3 separate regions of the Rattus norvegicus genome follow, and regions 1 and 3 are each linked to region 2. Evidence: chromatin contacts called from public Hi-C data. All regions are on one chromosome and are shown on one strand. The core of a region is the stretch at or near the end of the contact, and the rest is flanking DNA. Distances in the headings are between cores, read along the strand shown.

The links. A called contact is a pair of places that touch in the nucleus more often than the background predicts.
Region 1: a contact with region 2 is called in a Hi-C map of the A7r5 cell line, with 2.4 times the contacts expected there. The contact joins the enhancer-like site here to the promoter of Sntb1 in region 2. A contact is called at or near these places in 2 of 12 Hi-C or Micro-C datasets (the A7r5 cell line and Schwann cells) and 1 of 1 datasets of contacts at active chromatin or transcription factors (oligodendrocytes).
Region 3: a Hi-C map of Schwann cells shows a contact between it and region 2, with 20 times the contacts expected there. The contact joins the enhancer-like site here to the promoter of Sntb1 in region 2. A contact is called at or near these places in 9 of 12 Hi-C or Micro-C datasets (the A7r5 cell line, the Rat2 cell line, Schwann cells and 5 more) and 1 of 1 datasets of contacts at active chromatin or transcription factors (oligodendrocytes).

What each region holds. Positions count from the first base shown.
Region 1 is chr7:89,048,818-89,052,434 of GRCr8, forward strand. The region is part of intron 3 of Sntb1 (syntrophin, beta 1); the gene reads right to left. Among named protein-coding and RNA genes, the nearest start is that of Sntb1, 170 kb to the right of the region's middle. Within about 2 kb of position 1,989, at least 6 of the 93 cell types and tissues checked have an H3K27ac peak or open chromatin away from gene starts, as enhancers often do. A contact at or near this core is called in the A7r5 cell line, where this site is marked.
Region 2 is chr7:89,217,750-89,221,472 of GRCr8, forward strand. It overlaps Sntb1 (syntrophin, beta 1), which reads right to left and starts at 1,268. Exons shown (of 7, transcript NM_001130542.1): 1 at 300-1,268. The coding sequence starts at 873.
Region 3 is chr7:89,364,889-89,368,933 of GRCr8, forward strand. No RefSeq gene overlaps it. Among named protein-coding and RNA genes, the nearest start is that of Trnak-cuu17, 130 kb to the left of the region's middle. Within about 2 kb of position 2,678, at least 6 of the 93 cell types and tissues checked have an H3K27ac peak or open chromatin away from gene starts, as enhancers often do. A contact at or near this core is called in the A7r5 cell line and Schwann cells, where this site is marked.

The sequences.
Region 1 (3,617 bases), core at 739-3,238, 170 kb before region 2:
TACAGAAATTGGGAATGATTGGACCTGCCTATAATCTCAGCACTGGGGTGGGGGAAGTGGGAGAGTCAGAAGTACAAAGGTCAAGTTTTCCTATATTGCATACTGGATTGGAGGTGAGCCTGAGACTCAGCCTATAAAAAAAAGAAAGAACATAGAACTCCAACCTCAGCCCAGAAATTTGCAAGGACACTTTGGAGACAGAATGCAAATTATATTTTATTTCAGAGAAAATATACTGTAGCACCCAGATCATCTTCTGGCTACTGCTACTACTGCTAGACCACCATATTCATTGGACAATCTCGGGTTGACTTTTTTCGCCAGACACTGCCTAGGTGCTGGAGCCACAGTCCATTTTCTTTCAAGATAACAGTGTGCAGGGCAAAAACACTTCAGGGGATAGTGCCTCTCTATGAGATGTGGTAATAGTGGTATAAGGAAAGTGGTATGATAGTCTGGCTAAATCTATACTCCTCACCTGCGTCTTGATTTGGGATTGATTCTAAAACTCTATCCATACTTGTATTTCCATTCCCACCTCTAACTAGAAGACAGCATACAGTACGTCATTTCCTTGCCGAATGATCCAGGAGACTGATTCAGCTCCCAGGGCCTGAGAAGAACAACTTGAGGGAGTGTCAAAATGGAAATGGAGAAAGAGTCCATGCTGGGATGGGATGTTATAACATGAAGACAGTCGTGAGCAAACCTAAGCATGTAGGGTGGTAGCTGAAAGCTTCTACATGTCCCAGAATTGTCCACTGTCATCATCCATTCCTCATCTAAGGATCTCAGGGACAATTGCTCAATTTCTTCCCTTGTGGGAGTGATTATAGTACAGATTGTTTGCTCTCCCATACAATTGACCCTATCAGCGAGCCTCACCTGATGCAGGATGATCCAGACTCTTTCCTTCTTCAGAGAACACACTTTAGGTGGCAGATAAGTCCCTTCTCCCACCTCCAGCTCTCATAGCCAATGCCTGGCTCACAGCAGGGATAAAAATCTCTTGACTTAACATGTGAGAGTTCTGGGTGTAGAAGTGCTACCCAGAGCTGGGAAGCTTAGCTGAAGTCAGAGTTTAGCTGTTACCATGGCCTTGTTCATCTTCCTTCCTTGTTTCCTGTTTCACTTACTTCCCCAGGACCTTCACTTACTTCTAAGACCTTCCATTAGCAAAGTCCTCCCTACATCTCAACAGTTAAAAGAATCTAATTATCAGTGAATGCAAGGCCCAATGACTCCTGTACAATAAAATGTCATATGTTGCTTCAACAGATCCCATGATTCTGATGCATACTAGTGAGCTCCGCTTTCTTCCTTTGATACATCCTGCAACCATTGAGGAATGCTTCCTGTTCCATTTTTCTCAGGTCATCACGTTGAGGACTTCTGCTGGATCCTTAAGAAAATTTTATTGATATGACATCCTGGTCACATCCTCCTGTGGGAGCATAGGACGCACTTCCTCTTGTCCCTTCTAAGCAGGCTTTACTCATTGATTTACGTGCCAATTTACCCAGCTCCCTAATGCATCCTCCATGTGGACCCACATCCTGTGCAGTGTCCTTCACTCTCAAGCCATGAGAATATGTGGCTAACACCTGCTCATCTGCTCAGGGTGAGCTCCTTCCTGTTCAAGTATTTCACACTGTTCAGGGCGGAGAATCCTTCCCTCACTGAGAGGATGAATAGAAAGTGCTTAGAAAAACCAATGGGGGAAACATTAAAAAGTCATCTTTTCTTTATGCAAGTCACATTTTTCTAGATTATATCTAGCTAATAAACGATGGATAGTCTATAATGTCTAAACTGTAGAACCAATGATTCACGTTTAATACAAACAAGCCCAGAGTCTTCTTCTGTCTTGAGTTAAATCATGTGCTCCAAAGAGAATTAGGCAGGCACACATTAAGATATATGAGTCATTCCACAGAGGGTGAAATGCCCAGAATCCTACCACTCTCACATGGGCATGTGGAATGTTTCCACCTTGGAGATCGCAAATGACTCATGATGCTACACTGTGCCCTGTGAAATCACAAGGAAAAGCAGCATATGCTCATGTGTTCATTATGGAGGCCTCTGGTACCCATTCCCCCACCCCCGATGTAAATCTCTGATATTTTATGTGAAAGAATGGAAGTGGATGTAGGGGAAACTGAGGCTTGAATCCATACTTGCTCACTGAGCCTAAAATGCCAAGGTGGAAGCTACCCAGGCTGTCGCCAGGTTTTCCTCAGTCTTGTTGCATCTCAAACATGACGCATTTAGGAACTCAAAGACTGTTTGTTAAAGCAACACAACAGACCTATTAGTACTTAATTGCATTAACAGTCTGGTTCCCAACATAGCCAGCCTTCTAGATTTAGGGATGCTGGAAGAAGCCTGCACAGCACTTCTATTTCCATCTCTTATCAGATGGGAGTTCCTTCAGGTTAGAAACTATTTTCTCCCTGTAAGGAGTGGTGGGAAATTCTGACTTAGGTAAAATTTAGGCAGATGGTAAGTGATTTATTTAGAGACTCCAGAAATATCGCTCCATTAATTACACGGTTGAGAACTTGATTACCAGGAGCTTGTTGATGCCGGCCAGGGCTGTTTCACATTTACACTTGAGATTCTTTTAATGGATCTGGGCAAGGGAGCTAGAAAATGTGAAGGTGGAATGGTTGGTTGGCTCTATCTGAAACTTGGTGGAGGCGCTGCGGATACATCATTACTGCTGAGACTGAGGACCAACTAGAGCATAGGTGAGAAAAAAAAACACGGAGACCAACACACACACACACACACACACACACACACACACACACACACACACACATGCACATAAGGATCTGTATAGTACATAGAAAAAGAGACAGATGTATAGATGAATGAACATAGAATGAGAGAGAGGGAGAGGGGGAGAGGAAAGAGGGAGAGGGAATGAAGGAGAGAGGTTGTTTGTGTGTGTGTGTGTGTGTGTGTGTGTGTGTGTGTAAGAGAGAGGGGGGAAGGGGAGAGGGAGGAAGAGAAAGAGTGTGTGTGTGTGAGGGGGGAAGGGGAGAGGAAGGAAGAGAAAGTGTGTGTGTGTGTGTGTGTGTGTGTGTGTGTGTGTGTAACGGGGGGTCAGAGAGGAGTCAGGTGGGGATAGTGAATGGACCAGCTTTTACACAAGATGCTAAACAGCAAAATTGACTATGAAAGCTGAAACTACACAATTGAATGGAATGATAAATTTGGAACATAAGGATGATTCCATTACCCTCAACAATTTTTATCAATATCATATAAATTCTCTTCTTCATACCTATGAATCTATAAGGAAGTGTGGCTGTTGCGTTATTTCATTGGCATTTATTTAACAATTTATGATTTAGATATGAGAAAGACTGGGAATGGCAATTCATCTTTCCTTTGTACACGAGACACCTTAATCTGTAGTACACTGAATAGAGCTTCCTTGCTTTCTTTGCCTCATCACTTTTGAGACAAAGCAGCCCGTTTTCTCTGTTTTGGAAAAGTGTTTGAGCCTTTCTGTTTTCATCAACCAACAATATCATATCCTTTGTACTTTCTCTTTTATACATCAATACAATATATAAATATTTTTTGAATCAGCATCTTACTGT
Region 2 (3,723 bases), core at 18-2,517:
TATGAAACTTCCGACAATAGTGCACTAAAGCACTCCATCCGAGCCAGGAAAACCCAGGCAGTCCAATCTTTTAGTACAGTGCCCTGGGTCGGGGCCAGAGTGGAGAAGATGAGCTGTCCCCAGGTAGTAAAAGTTGTCAAAAAAAAAAAAAAAGTCCACGCCTGTCACTGCCTTTGCAAAAACACAGGCACAGTGGGGTCCTTGGGCTGCGGGGAAGTGGCTGGTGAGTGAGAGTGCGCCGATGGGCAGTAGTGTGAGTGGTACTGCGGGGTAAGGCCCGCGCAAGGTTAACCCCTTACCTTCCAGCAGCACTTCCTTGCCTGCGCGCTTCAGCGCCTGTACTGCCTCGTCGTGGGTGGCGTCCCGCAGGTCTGCTCCATTCACTGACAGGATGGCATCGCCCACGTACAGGGCTTGGGTCTGATCGGCTGCCAGCCCCTTGAAGATCTTGCTGATGAGTATGGGCATCTTGTTTTCCTTGCCCCCTTTGATGCTAATGCCCAGCCCGCCCAGCTCCTGCTTCAGGACCTTCACGCCCCTCTTCTGGTTTGAGATGGACTCAGGCACCTGCTCTGGCAGGTCGGTGAAGGCGGTGCGGACCCCGGCAGGAGAGTCCGGGGCTTGAGGCACACCAGTGCCCGGGTGCCCGGTCCCGGAGCCCCTGCAGAACGAACCATTGGTGGTAGTCCCTATGCCGTTGTACGCCGTAGCGCCCTCCTCGCAGCTCAACACCAGGGCGTCCTCGCTCAAGTTCACCAGAACTTTATGCCAGCGATCCCGCACCAAAACTTCCAACAGTCCGCTCCGCTGCGCCCGGGCGCCTCCACCGCCAGCCGGCGCAGCCACAGCCGCTGCCGCTGCCGCTACCGCCATCTTTCCAGCATTCTTAAAATGCCATGTGATTGCAAACGGGGGAAAAGTGGAGAAGGGGTGAGGGTGAGAGGACTCGGGGTAGCTGGGGCGTGGAAGAAGCAGATGCCCCGCAGCGCGCTCTTGGATCCCGGACTCCACTCCCCGTGTTCGCGGCTGCACTGGGCGCCAGTTGGCAGCGGCGGAGCTTGTTCCCCCCTCGCCTGATCCTGGGCGGGGTGGAGCAACCTAAAAGAAGAAGGAGAGCCCTCGACAGGGGAGGAGGGAAAAAAGCCAGCTGCCAGTTGCAAAACCCCAAACCGAGAGGAGCCGCGGAGCGGCCAAGTGCTATTGAGAACCGGTAGGAGGAGGCAGGGGCGGGGACCCGGAGCCCCAGCCGCTCACCTGTTCGCCACTGCAGCGTCACACTCCCACGTCGCGCTGTCTCAGACCCGGGTGCCTCAGTTCGCATTTGCACCTTGCCGCAGCTCCCCAAAACCTACCAGGTCACAAGCCACTACATCCACCCCGCAGCAACTCCCTCTCCTCTCAACTCTCCATTTTTGACGGGCTTCCACGCTCACCTTTTGCAGGTGTGCTCACTCTGTCCTCTTGATTCAACTCCTCTCCCTCCTCCCGCAGTTTTTTGAAGACCCAAGTCCTCAGTTCTCATCCTCTTAACTCCCAGGCCTCTGGAAAGGAAACTGCGGAGAGAGATTCTAGGCTGCGCCAGGAGCGAGGGGAAAGCTGTCACAAGAACACAGAATGAAGCCTCACCAAGCCAGGGTATCCCTACTCTCTAAGTCAATGTAAGGGGAATTTGAAGACAAGGGGACTTTCTTTCGGTATCTACTCTGAATTTCAACAGGGCACTGCCTGCCTCATCTCCAGGACAAGTGTCTAACTCAATGTCTGCTTTTTGTATTGCTCCATACGTCCCCCAACTCCACCCAATGCTTCTCAGGGCGTCCTCTTTCTCAGATTCCATATTGGAAATGTCTTCTTCAAAAACTAAGAATAAGCTCATTCTCCAAGTTCCCCGAAACTGCTTGTTTGGCTCTTACTCTGCTCTGTCCCAAGGTAACAGCACTGTAATTCTTGGTTCTCATCCTAGGCCAATCAGGAAGTGCCACCTTAACTGTAACCCAAGCCATAGCTGGGCATCCCAGAGTTCTTCCGCCTACCTTAAGCAGGTCACACAGTTTACTTAAACTGTGTTAAGACTTACTGGTCTTCCTGCTGCTCTCTCTCCTTTCCCCAGAAGACAGAATAAAATGCAGAATCTGCTCATTCTGGAAGGCGAAGTTCACCTGATAAGATGGCAGTAGGAAGAGGGTCTTTGGTGACCTGCATGTCATTACCTCACTGATGGGTATGAGTAGTAAACTGCTCCAGTTCTTTCCAGACTTAATCAGGGAGGCTCGAAAACACTGTGAAGTCTCAGGCAGGGTTACAGAACTCGGTGAAAATGCTTGTCACTACAGCTCACATCGAGCTTTCCACTGTCCTCCTCCTATAAGTTTTACCCTTCCATATTTCAAAAGAGAAAGTCTTCATTTTTTTCATGCAAACCTGCCCACACCAGGGCCAGGAGCCCCAAGGAGTTCTTCAGTCCTTTCTGCTGGACTGGGTTAGCCAGGGAAACAACACAGATGACACCATTGTTGGGAAGAAAGCTGGCGGTGGGGAGGGGAGAAGAGAGAAAGAGACAAGGAGACAGACAGACAGACACACACACAGAGACACACATAGAAACACACAGAGGAGAGAAAAACAGGCAGACATACAGACAACACGCAGAGACACACAGAAACAGACACAAAGAAACAGAGACAAACAGAAACAAAGGGACAGAGACACAGACACAGACACATACAGAGACAGACACACACACACACACACACACACACAGAAAGAGAGAGAGAGAGACAGAGACAGAGAGAGAGGCAGACAGACAGGACCAGGAAGGAGAGGGAGAAAGAGGGAGAAAGAGAGAGGGAGGGAGGGAGGGAGGGAGGGAGGGAGAGAGAGAGAGAGGGAGGGAGGGAGGGAGAGAGAGAGAGAGAGAGAGAGAGAGAGAGAGAGAGAGAGAGAGAGAGAGAGATATTTGGCCTTTGGTTTGGAGGCTGAGGTTTCAGGCCCTTCATCACTAAGTGTTTGCTTTCCAAATATAAAACACTAACGTTGGCATAGGTACCAGAACGCCAATGTGAGGATGGAAAAATCAAAACTAACCTGCCCGTGGACCAGAAATCCCCTAGCCAGCATCCTAGCATTTTGCTTTTGTGACTGTGCAATGGATGCATGCCAGACACACCCACAAAGTAATTGATCTATTAGCCATTAGAAATGGCAGGCTCTGGGATGGCTTTTTCTATGAATCTCTGTGCTAAGCGCATTTTCTTCTGCGTAAGCACACCTTTATGGAAAGAAAATATGTTCCTGGTTGAAAGTTACATCAGAAAGGAAGGAGACAAGTGGTGAATAGCATGAGGCCTGAGGCATGCATGTGGCTTTGCTAGTTGGATTGTAATTACAGTTCCCATCTTAAGTACTCTCCACATATTAGTCCAATCCTCTGGACAATACTGGAGGGCCAATTCTGTAATGGCCACTCCTTTTTACTGTTGAAGAAGTGGAGGCTCAGGTTTAATAACCTACCTGGTGCATGTAATTAATAAATAGCAGACAGGACTTAAAACTTGACCACTGTCTTACCTCTATAAAAATTGTCCCCATGCTCATCTGAAGACAGTGTCCTGTCTAGCCCATGGGGAAGAGACAACTCTCAGGTGAAGGTCCAACCCTTTATTAGGAGATTAAAAACATTTTCTTCTGACCTTGGTTCTTTGAAACCTTAGAGAACACCCTGCC
Region 3 (4,045 bases), core at 1,428-3,927, 150 kb after region 2:
GAAAAAAGGACCACAGCTGAGTCGTCTCTCCTACATCTCTTTTCTGACTCTTAACTCACTCCTTCCCTTCATTCTTTTCCCACCTTTAACAAATGTAGCATGACTGTCCATGATAAAAAAATTGCTAATACTAAAATCAGAAGTATAGACAGAGATTTTATTCCCCTTTGGAGCTCTATATTTCAAGTCAGAATTCTAGTTAATAACGAAAGAAATTCCAACCGAAGTGTAAGTAAGTGCAGAGCTAGAAAAGAAATCATCGAGAGTCTGGTCACTTGTGGTTTAGAGGGGTTAAATCATGCAGAAGAATGGGAGATGGAAACCAATATAAACAGGGCCATCTTTTAGATGGAATGTTGAGAAATAGTCTCTCTAAGGAGGTGACATTTGAGTTCTGCACAATAAGAAGGAATATCTCGTATCCTAATGCAATGCATCTTGGGCAAAGAAGGCAGCAGGCACTATGTCATGATGTGGGGAAACTATGTTGTGATGAAGGACAATAAGGGAGGTTTTTATGACTGCAGCATAATGAGCAAGAAGTTAATAAGATGAGCTTGGAAGAATAAGCAGATACCAGACCATGCATATTTAGAGGCCACAATAAAAGGAATTCAGATTTGATTCCAAACACAATAGATAATTACTGAATAACTGAGAAGCAGAGGAGTCCCAGAAACTGATTTGCATTTCAAGCCCACTTTTACTATGGCAGAAGGGAGGGGTTTGATTGACAGGATGAGGTCCTTCTTTTGGGGCCCAACTAAGCATGAAATTATGTGCCTTGGTTCAGGGTGGTAGCCGTAAAAATTTGGGGAAAAAAATACCATACATTGCTGTAACATGTGTAATTATCACATTTAGGCTTGATGGTGACTAGGGTGTGGGTGGCAAAGACAGGGGAAGTAATGGCTTAATAAGTTCTCACTCCTCTTTGAAGGCTTTGCTGGAAGTTTCCGCAGTAGTGTATGTTTACCTACTGGTTCCTTCAGGAAGCATCCCCAGTCACTTTCCTGCAGAAATTCATCTCTCTCCCCCCCCATATGTATATCTTCGTGATTTCTACTGTCATAGAAAATAACATAAGGGACAGGTTGAAAGTTAGTCCACTTCAACTATGGTTGAATTGATCTGGGCCCCATGTTTCCTTCATATGAACCGCGGTGTCTTAGAGAAATCTATTTAACCCTGACACCCGTGTTCATCACGCCTGAGCAGCATCCATAGTGTGGGTTTGCCAGGTTAATGATATGGAACATGCAGGGGAGAGAGATGGATTAAGGGCTGGCAGTCACAGTCTAATTTTGTTCGGGAAAGTAGCTAATAGTTATGGAGGACCCACGACAGGAAGAGATACGCTACTTGTTTAGTGCTAACCTTGTGATTTCAATATTGCTAGCTTCTTTCAGAAGCGAATCAGTTAGAGACACAAAGAACTTAAAAACTCTGTCCAATGCTGAACTTCTGCATGCAACACATCTGACCTCTCTTCTCTGATTTTTACCTCTTCCTCTAGTTCCCGCACAGATTTGCGGGATGTGCCTCATATCTAATCCTCTTCTCTCTCCCTGGGACATGGCAGACAGTAAATTCAGATATGCCCAGTGAGTAAAACTTTAGTTTCTGGACCCGTTTGCCAAAAGTTTTATTTGGAAAGAACGAATATCAGGATTCTAGCTCATGTCAGAGCCTCCACGGTCAAGCAAGCCTTTTGCTGTCCAACTTATAGTGCAATAATGACCCTGGGGCAATTTTGCTTGGTCTGTTTGGTCTAGAAGCGTAGACACTATACAATAAAACCTCTCTTAACAAGGCCACTCAAGAACGGGATATTCTGATGACTAAGGCAAAAAAAAAAAAAAGTCTTTTGTTCTGAGCCATTTGGAAACTCTCTCCTGCTTTAGTCAGGGCAGCAATGAATATGATTTTTGTCTCCAGTGACAGCAATTCTCCTGTCTTGTGAATGCAAAGATGTTCAGGCTTTATTTCAATGTAATTATTGTGGAGAGGAAGCTCTTGGAAGAGACTGGGTTAAAAGTCTTCTGGACTAAGACAGAACTGGGGATGCACATTTTAAGATGAAAGAATAGTAGGGCTTTATTTCCATCCCCAGAGTTCACTTTTTGTCTTTAAAAAAATAAATGAAAAGGGAAGGAGCATTAGATATAACCAAATATATTGTCTACTTGTATGAAAAATCTTAACGAATAAATAAAAATATTAATTAAAAACAACAATTCAAACACATAAATAAAAGGAATATTAATGAAAGATTCTAATTAAAGTCTTAAGGCTTCCTTCAAACCTCAATTTAATTTCTGTTCTAAATAGACTAATGATTTTTGGCTTAATTAAAACTACATTTGCTTTGTTTGATTTAGAGCATGTAGGTTTCCACTGGTCTACAGGACAAGGAGAAGGAAATAAGAGGTCCGTGATAGAAGGTGTGGGGGAGAGTGGATTGTCCTATATCTTTTACAGCAAGTCTTTAGTGAATTTATCTTGGTACCAGGGCTGTAGGTATGCTGTGATAGAAGGGGCATGATGTGATTTTCGCAATAAGATGATCTTTCTGCCAAAAATAGATCCACCTGCTTATGAGTGCCTAGCATTCCTTTAACTTGGGACTCGGTCAAAAGACCAGTTGTTTTCTCTGATGCCCTTCCCGCAGGCTGGCTGAGGCTCAACATTCCAGCCTTGAACTTGGGCTAAATTTTCCTTCACAGTCTGCCTTCAGGCATGTGCTTCCTTCCCACATCTAGGTCTCAGATATTTTCGCTACAGTTGAAATTACCTCGACATTTTCAACAGAGGTAATGCGATAGGAGAGTTTAGCTTCTCCCCATTCCTTTCTCAACTTATGACTCTGGTCAAGTCCTTAACTGCATATATGCAGTAGCTTACTTGTATAGTAAATGATAGTGATAAGTCGAATTGGCAGGACTCTGAGGAGGTTTTAATCAGGAAAATATAAAGCAATAATTAGCAACCCGACTGTTGACTGAGGTGACACTGGAACGTTCATATAGTGGCCCAGAGTATAGTTGTGAAAGGAGAAGGGACTTGTTTATATGTACTGGCATGTGCATAGTGTCCAGGACATGTGTAATAACAAATGTAAGATGTATAGCAATGTATGTATATACATTATATATAGTATGATATAGCTTAGACTTAAAAAGAACAAATAAGTATATACATTTACTCATAATTTCACTAGTAGGGTAAACAACAAACTCTTTAAAATTTGGTTATGGGTCATGAGATAGAAAAATATGAAATCTAGGATATGAAAGAAATAGACTTCTCTGTTAATCTTAACTAATCTTAGTTTAAAAAATATTTTATTTTATAGTGTTTGTGCATAACACACACACAACACACACACACACACACACACACACACACACACACACACATTTGCAGTGCCTTTGGAGGCCAGGAGAGAGCATCTGATCAGCCGGAGCTGGGGTTATAGGTGTATGGGAACTGCTTGATACGTATGGGAAACCAAATTCAGGTCTTCTGAAAGAAGAAGCAATCTCAGCCACTGAGCCTTCTCTCCAGCTCTTTATCTTTATCTTATACAACTTCTTAACAAAACCCAAGGCGAAGAGAAAACAGCATAACCAAGCCTATTAGTTTCTAAAAACTTACTGGATATGAATCTTGTTCTATAACAGTCACCAGAATTGCTCCGAATGCCTTTAAAACACAAATCTCCAAATAGGATTGCACATCTAGTCTAGGGAGACTGGCCCTAAGAATACAAAGAGCTTCAAGCTTTTGTTTTTTGTGTTTTTGGATTGAGTTCTGTTGGCCAGTGATAGCAGTTACATTATTATTAGAACTAGTCTTGACATTTAGATTAGGATAAAATGACTAAGTAATTTAATTAGTAGTTTTAGAGGGTGAGATTCCTAGAATAAGTACATACCATTAAAGAAAAAAATGAGTTTAAAGTCCACTAATCTTTATTTCTACTGAAAAAGGTGGCATGGATTTATATATCTCGTGTGCTATAGGTCATCTTTCAGAAGACCTG